2 separate regions of the Sus scrofa genome follow, and region 2 is linked to region 1. A link is a contact called in public HiChIP or PLAC-seq data. All regions are on one chromosome and are shown on one strand. Each heading gives the region's core, a stretch centred on a gene start, on an enhancer-like site or on the middle of the called end of the contact. The rest is flanking DNA. Distances are from core to core; before and after follow the strand shown.

Evidence for each region. HiChIP or PLAC-seq counts read pairs in DNA pulled down with a chosen protein or histone mark.
Region 2: an H3K27ac HiChIP or PLAC-seq map of skeletal muscle shows a contact between it and region 1. The contact joins two enhancer-like sites. A contact is called at or near these places in 3 of 5 promoter capture datasets (fetal liver, fetal skeletal muscle and liver), 32 of 47 Hi-C or Micro-C datasets (adipocytes, adipose tissue, alveolar macrophages and 17 more) and 1 of 2 datasets of contacts at active chromatin or transcription factors (skeletal muscle).

Annotation. Positions count from the first base shown.
Region 1 is chr1:9,047,031-9,050,253 of Sscrofa11.1, forward strand. SYNJ2 (synaptojanin-2) reads right to left here. Exons shown (of 28, transcript XM_021086423.1): 8 at 776-948. Among named protein-coding and RNA genes, the nearest start is that of SYNJ2, 60 kb to the right of the region's middle. Within about 2 kb of position 1,806, at least 43 of the 83 cell types and tissues checked have an H3K27ac peak or open chromatin away from gene starts, as enhancers often do. A contact at or near this core is called in adipose tissue, liver, retroperitoneal adipose tissue and 1 more, where this site is marked.
Region 2 is chr1:9,129,065-9,132,387 of Sscrofa11.1, forward strand. It overlaps SNX9 (sorting nexin-9), which reads right to left. Exons shown (of 18, transcript XM_003353171.4): 18 at 1,296-2,829. The coding sequence ends at 2,782. Among named protein-coding and RNA genes, the nearest start is that of SYNJ2, 22 kb to the left of the region's middle. Within about 2 kb of position 1,892, at least 14 of the 83 cell types and tissues checked have an H3K27ac peak or open chromatin away from gene starts, as enhancers often do. A contact at or near this core is called in adipose tissue, liver, retroperitoneal adipose tissue and 1 more, where this site is marked.

The DNA.
Region 1 (3,223 bases), core at 556-3,055:
CCGTCAGCACGGTAACGCTCGTCTGAACGAAGCCTCTTGAACCCACGTACTTTCTCGGTGAGACAAGTCCCAGCTTCTTGCGCTCAGGACCCTGGAGAGCACTTAGCACCAGACCTGGGTGCATTTGAACAGTAAAGTCATGAACAAAATGCACAAAAAAGTGAAAAAGTGGCCCTAACTAGAGGGTGTGGGGACACCCGTCTCCAGAGGGAGGGAAACAAGGCCAAGTGCGCTGGCCCCACCTCAGCCGGAAACGTGCACAGCGGGCGCCTCGCATCGTCACCCTTCTGAGCCCTGCGGATGACCCAGAGCGCTCCAGGAACTTGGTTTGAGGCTCGCAGATAAACTCGAGCAAGCGGGCAAATTTGTAAATCCGGAATCTGCAAGTAACGAGGATTCACTGCACTGATTCGGGAAATGGGATTTCCTTCCTCTCTCCCCTCGGAACAGAGAAATCCACATCTGTTTCCTTGGTCACCTGGGTTTGTGCCAGCTGTGTCCCCTCTCCCTCTTCCCGGTTTTCTCACAGTGTGCATGATAAGTTATGCGGTCCCAAGGCCGCACCGTTTCACCGAGGCCCCTGCATTACTATGTGTATTTTGCCTGAAAACCATGACTTATCATCAACTCCCAACATTGACAAGCACGCCGCACGGCAGGAAGGGAGAGGAGAAGCTGGAGCCCGACGGGCTGACATCGCGGAGCCCGGAGCCCCGGAGCCGCGAGGGCGGGCACGCGCTCCCCCAGCGGGAGGACCAGACGCAGCGAGACTCACCGTGGACTTACATTCTCGCCCGTGGTGAACACATCAAAGTCATCCCAGTGCAGCTTCAACTGGGGCCTCAGCAGGTTCTCCAATTTCTCTAGCTTCCCGCCTTTAGCAAACTGATGCAAGTCAAAGTTTATCATAGGTGTGTCGCCGGCGTGGCAGGAAGCCCAGAGCAGCTTCTGGAAGGGGAAGGGAGAGGGTGGCAGGACACCTGAGTGCGGACCGTGCCGTGTGACAGAGCACGGGGGAGAGCTGGAAGGCCTTCGGTGGACCCACTGACCAGCCCTGACCCGGAAAGGGCAGCGCAGAACAAAGACCCTGGGGACAAAACCACAAACAGTGTCCTGCCTGCAGGAGGGAAGAGGGTCCACGCTGGACAGGACGGTCAGAGCAGGCGTGGCTCCCCGGGGGCGCCCAGGGCCCCGCACCGACATCACCTCCCTCGGGGCTCTACCGAGGGTGCTGACGGGGAAGGACTGCTCTGTTCTGCAGGCACCTGAGGGCCATGGGCGCTCCAGGTACAGGGCAGTGCCCCAGGCTGCGGAGCTCATAATCCAGCTCCCGTTGCCCTAGTGACCAGCCAAGCCTCCGGGAGGGTGTGCTCAGGAGCAGCCAAGGCCCCCAGCCAGCACACCTCCAGGCCACCCCATGAGGGGAGGTGCCGCCCAATGGAGCTCCAGGGTCGGGGAGATGGGGCTCAGGGCCAGCAGCCCTGCCCCCCGCCTGGGCCCAGGTCCAGCCTGGGAGCTGGAGCAAAGGCCGAGCCAGAGATGGAGAAACATGGCAGGTGGATTCCAGGCAGGCGAGGCGTCCTGGCAGAGGTCTCCCTTCCACCCAGAGCACCTCAGCCAGCAAGCCCTCAGCACTCTGACCAGGCGGCCCCCATGGCAAAGGACGAACCCCGCTTTCCCAGGGCACCTGCCCTCGGCCGCCCACCAGATCCTCCTGCGTGGCTTCAGGTCAGGCTTGTCCAGCATTGCCAGCCAGGGTCACTGACTAGAAGGGCTCTGGGCCATCTGGTTCCTGTGACTCCCCAGGCACCAGACTGCAGATCAACACGCAGCCGCCGTCATCAGGAAGGTCTCGCTGTGTGGAAGAGTCAGCCCAGCTGAAGCATGCGCTTGGTGGCTTCATATTCTGGAGCAAATACCTGGTCTCTGTGGTCAGAGGCTGGCTGCTGGTGCATGGACCTCGGTGGGCACGTCAGTGTGGCAGAGCTGACAGGATGAGGGAGCTCCCTTCGGGGGACACCCCAGTCAGGACCACGACCCAGGTCTTTCCAGGTAGCATCTGCTTCTTACCTCCTACCTGCCCAGGAGCCTGCCCTCCCCCACTGGGCCACAGGCCTGCTGCCATCACCACCTTTCCTGCCCAGAGGTCCACCAGCTGATGGGGAGATGCTGAGGACACCTCCCCAAAATCAAGGCACAAAGGGGAAAAAAATCCTTGAGGGTTTTTTTTTTTTCCCTTTCTTTTTCTTCCTTAAAATAAGCTGCCAACACTGCTGCCAAGATGGGTGGGAGGGGAGAGACTTTTCAAGCTTGTTGCCAATAGCAACAAACCAAACAGGAAAAGCAGGTCTGGCCAAATGAAACTGGCCACCAGAACGTCTCTGAAAGCACGTGGCTTTCCTCCGCAGAGGGAAATGAGCACCAGCTGGACTCAGCTTCCCCGGGCCAGGAGCCAGGACTCCCCAGGAGTGAAGTCTGACTTCACATTCTCTCCACGAGGGGCCCCCTTGAGCTCTCAACAACCACAGGGCTTTTTTTCCCATCCAGCGGTGGCTTTGAGCAGCTGGAAAAGAGCTGTGGAGCCCACGGCCACAGCTCATTCTGCAGCTTTGTCCACAGTGGGCTGAAAACACACGGAAGCAGTGGGGACTCGGAGATGCGGGCAAGGTGGGCCTTGCTCTTACTGCTTCCTCCCCCGACGTGTGTCGGGAAGCCTCGGGGGGCCCACAGAGCACTGGGCACAGGAAGCAGCTTTCCAGGGCAGCCCAAACAAGAATGGAATATTTGAAGACGCCAAGTCAGCAGGAGGAAATCATGGAAGATGGCTCACTTTAAACCCAGCAGGGACTCTGAAGAGCCACTCAGGCACCAGTGCCCTGTGGGTGTCGGTACGAACCTGCCAGGAGCCGCTGGTCAGCAGCTGAGCCAGACCAGCAAGGAAGGAGGCAACTCCAAGTCCCTGAGCAGGTCAAGGGTGAAGCCCAAACATACGTGTGCACATGCACGCACACACGCGTGCATCTAAGAGAGCCAGGGACAGGCCCCGCCGTCCAGAGTCCTCAATGCCCCATGGGGAGCGCTGGAACAAAAACATGCTATAAAATTGGGTTATGATGATCATCGTACAAGTCCAAATGTAATAAAGTTCATTGAGTAATTTAAAAACTTAACACTAAAAACGAAAAGAACATTCGTCCAGAAAAAAACCCAAAAAACAACCAAA
Region 2 (3,323 bases), core at 642-3,141, 82 kb after region 1:
GTCTTCCTCTGTCTGCCTTCACATCAGTCAGTATGATAATCTCCATACCGTTCTCCATAGAGGCCGCATCAGTTTACACTGCCACCTCGGGTGACTAACAAAATATCAATTCCTGTCCCTCTGCTGGTCTACAGGTATTAATTCTAAAGACAGAAACGCTCCCACCCGAGGGCACAGCAATGATTCCACTCAACTGGAAGCTGGCACGGCCACCCAGCCACTTTGGCTCTTGTGTCCCGGAATCAAGAGGAAAGAAGGGAGCTGCTGTGCTGGCTGGTGAGGCTGCCGCTGCCCAAGGGGAGAGTGGACCCCACTCCACCCTGGGGGAAAGGTCAGGGGAGCATGTCTAAGGAGATTGCTTAGGGCATCTCTTCATGGTCCCAGCCCCTGAGACCAGGGTCAACAGAAACCACAACTCACTCCAGGCGGGAATATGCACAGTATGGAGCCTCCTGAAAAACTAAACTGTCACCATGTGACCAGCAATCCCACTCCTGCGCATATATCCAGAGAAAACTAACATGAAAAGACACACGCACCTGGATGTTCACAGCAGCACTATTCACGACAGCCAAGACACGGAAGCCACCTAATGTCCACACACAGAGGGGTGGGTAAAGGTGTGACACACACATGCAGGAATATTACTCAGCCATGAAAGAGAGTGAAATAATGCCACCTGCAGCAACAGGAATACAAACGGCCCATTCTCTTCAGGAGAGAAGGTCTGGGTCATCCCTTCAGGGAAAGAACCACAACCGTGGGCACCTGCGGAAGGCCAAGCGACCGTGGTAGGGGTCGTGGAGTAAGGTGGGTACAAACACCAGCCGTGACGTGACACACAGAAACGAGCACTCTGTCGTGAATACTTCCTTATTTTGTTCAGCATGTGTGTGTATGAAGCAAATACCTTTGTTTTTCCCCTTATTCTCTTACCGTGTCATGTAAGGTTTTTACAGCACAGAATTGTTACAGGGTGTCCAGAAGAGTAAGACCACTTGAGGCGTGAAGACACACGCTCAGCCTGTAGGTCTGTAGGTTGTCTCTCTAGAGACCCTAACACGCTGGGCGTCGGTCTGTTTCCTCACAGCTCTTCGGGTGACTGGGACATGATTCCAGGATTGATAAGGAATTAGAATTATTAATTCATGTCAGGAGAAATAAGTATTGGGGAAAAACTCACTACCTGGACTCTTTTCAGCAGCTGGCAACAAGAAACAACCATTCCCTCCTCCCCCCAAAAATCACACAAAAACACCAACAAGTGTCTTGAAAAAGTGCTTGAGAATTTACTGTACAGTTTTTTTTTTAACAATTTATTTATATATGTTGGCTTCTACATGCTCTTACATTTGTGTAAAACATTTATACATATTCTTTACAATTTGTACATATATTAAATGGCTGTATCATAAACACTGCTCTATGAGTTTTTATAAAAGAAAAATCAAGTGGGGAAAATTACTTATAAAACAGGAACAAAAACCCGTGATACTGAGGAACAAGACGTTCTCATTTGCTTTCCACTTCTACTTAGTTTTTGGTGTCACTTTTTTTGTGCTGGCCCAAAATTGCCATTTTCTAGAATATAACCAATCGGTCAGAAAAGTGAAAGCGGGGGGGGGGGGGGGAACGGGACGATGCAGTAAGGCCGCTGTGGAGAACGGGCGTCCGCGGGAGGCGCGTGTCTGCGAGGTTTGCTTTGTGCCCCTCGGCGACGTCCTAGCGGTGGGGACGAGGGTCTGCCGCGTGGGACACAGTCGGGCGCCGACTCTGCGCTCCTTCTCCGACGCCAGGCTGGGGGCGGCTGCGCGCAGGGCAGGCCGGCGGCCTCCGCATCGGCCCCTCGACGCGCCCCCTGCTGGGGACGGGCGGCTCCTCCAACCCGCGCCTTGCTCTTCGGGCAAAGGCCGGCTCCTCGACAGTCACGCAAATCGCCAACGGTGCTTTCCCCGCACTCCTCACCGCGACTCGGCCCCAGCGCCGAGACGAAAGCGAGTGGGGGGCAGTGGCCCCGAGGAGCAGGCTTCCAGCACGCAGGTCACAGGCCGCTCCTGCCCTGGGAGCAGGGGCTCCCTGCGGGGAGTCTTCCAGCGCCCAGCACGCCCTGCCCGGGCGCAGGCTGAGGCCCTTCAGAAACTCTGCGGGGTGGGAGGCGGGCAGCGGGCCGGGGAGCTGATCCTGGGCTCCTGCCCAGCCAGGTCCTCTGAAGGGACATGGGCGGCCCACCCACTGGGACTTGGGGTGCCGGGCCGGGCCCCAAGAGCCCCTCTGCTTCCTCCCTCCTGAGTCATAAATATGTCAGTGAAAGGCATGTGGGTTTTCCTAAATAGACAGGAATCCCAAAGGGCTAGAAAGAGTTATAAAAATATACAAACATATATTTTTTATTCTGCATATTTCATATTTTTAAGAAAGCAATTAGTAATCTGACATTGGGTAAGGACTAGAAGATCATGGGTGATTCATAAATTAAAATTTTATGTAAAATATCAGTGAGGGAAATCCCTAATTTTCCCTTCAAAATTCTGCTGACTTTAAGTACTTTCCAAAAATAGACAACTTCCACCGGCTTAGGCGATGGATGTGGAAGGAACAAAAGAAGAATATCCCTAAATAACTGATGCATTTAGGCTGGTTTACAAAGTAAATGCCATTTTTTCAACTGTTTCTTTTTGGTTTTCTTTTCTGTTTTTTGGATGAGGGAAAAAAAAATTACATTGCATTGCCCCAAGTCAGGAAGAAGCACTTCGGCAGCGTGTCTTGACGTGCTGTCCGCGCCTACATCACCGGGAAGCGGCCGAGGGCCTGCCTCAGCTTTTCCGCGATCTGGCGAGAAACACAACTGTGTCACTCCAGCTGTGACGTCAGTGACTCTCCTATTTCCATCTCTTATGAGTTAAACATTAGCAAAATTCCAATATTTTAACTGGTCTGGGCCCCCAGACCCTTCCAGCACCAGGCAGTGCAGAGACCCCCTCAACCCCGGGGGCGGGCTGCTGGCGGGGGCTCCCGGGTGGCAGGAAGGCCACTCCTTCCCGTGGCAGGCGACGAACCTGGCCTCTCCCGGAGCAGCATCTGCAGCCCCTCCGCCTGCCCTCAGGGAGCTGGGGGACCGGGTCTCTGCGCTGGGCCCACTCCGCAGCCTTCCCGGGCATCTGTGCAGTCCTGAGCCTCGGGGGACCAGCAGCCCCCGACCAGGCTCTGCCGCTGCCCCACAGCATGGAGACAGGTCGCACCCTCACCTTGTCCCTGAGACCAGCTGTTTCCAGCCACAACCGACAATGTGCACGGAGCAGGTCAGCGCGGCTCCCTGCTGAGGA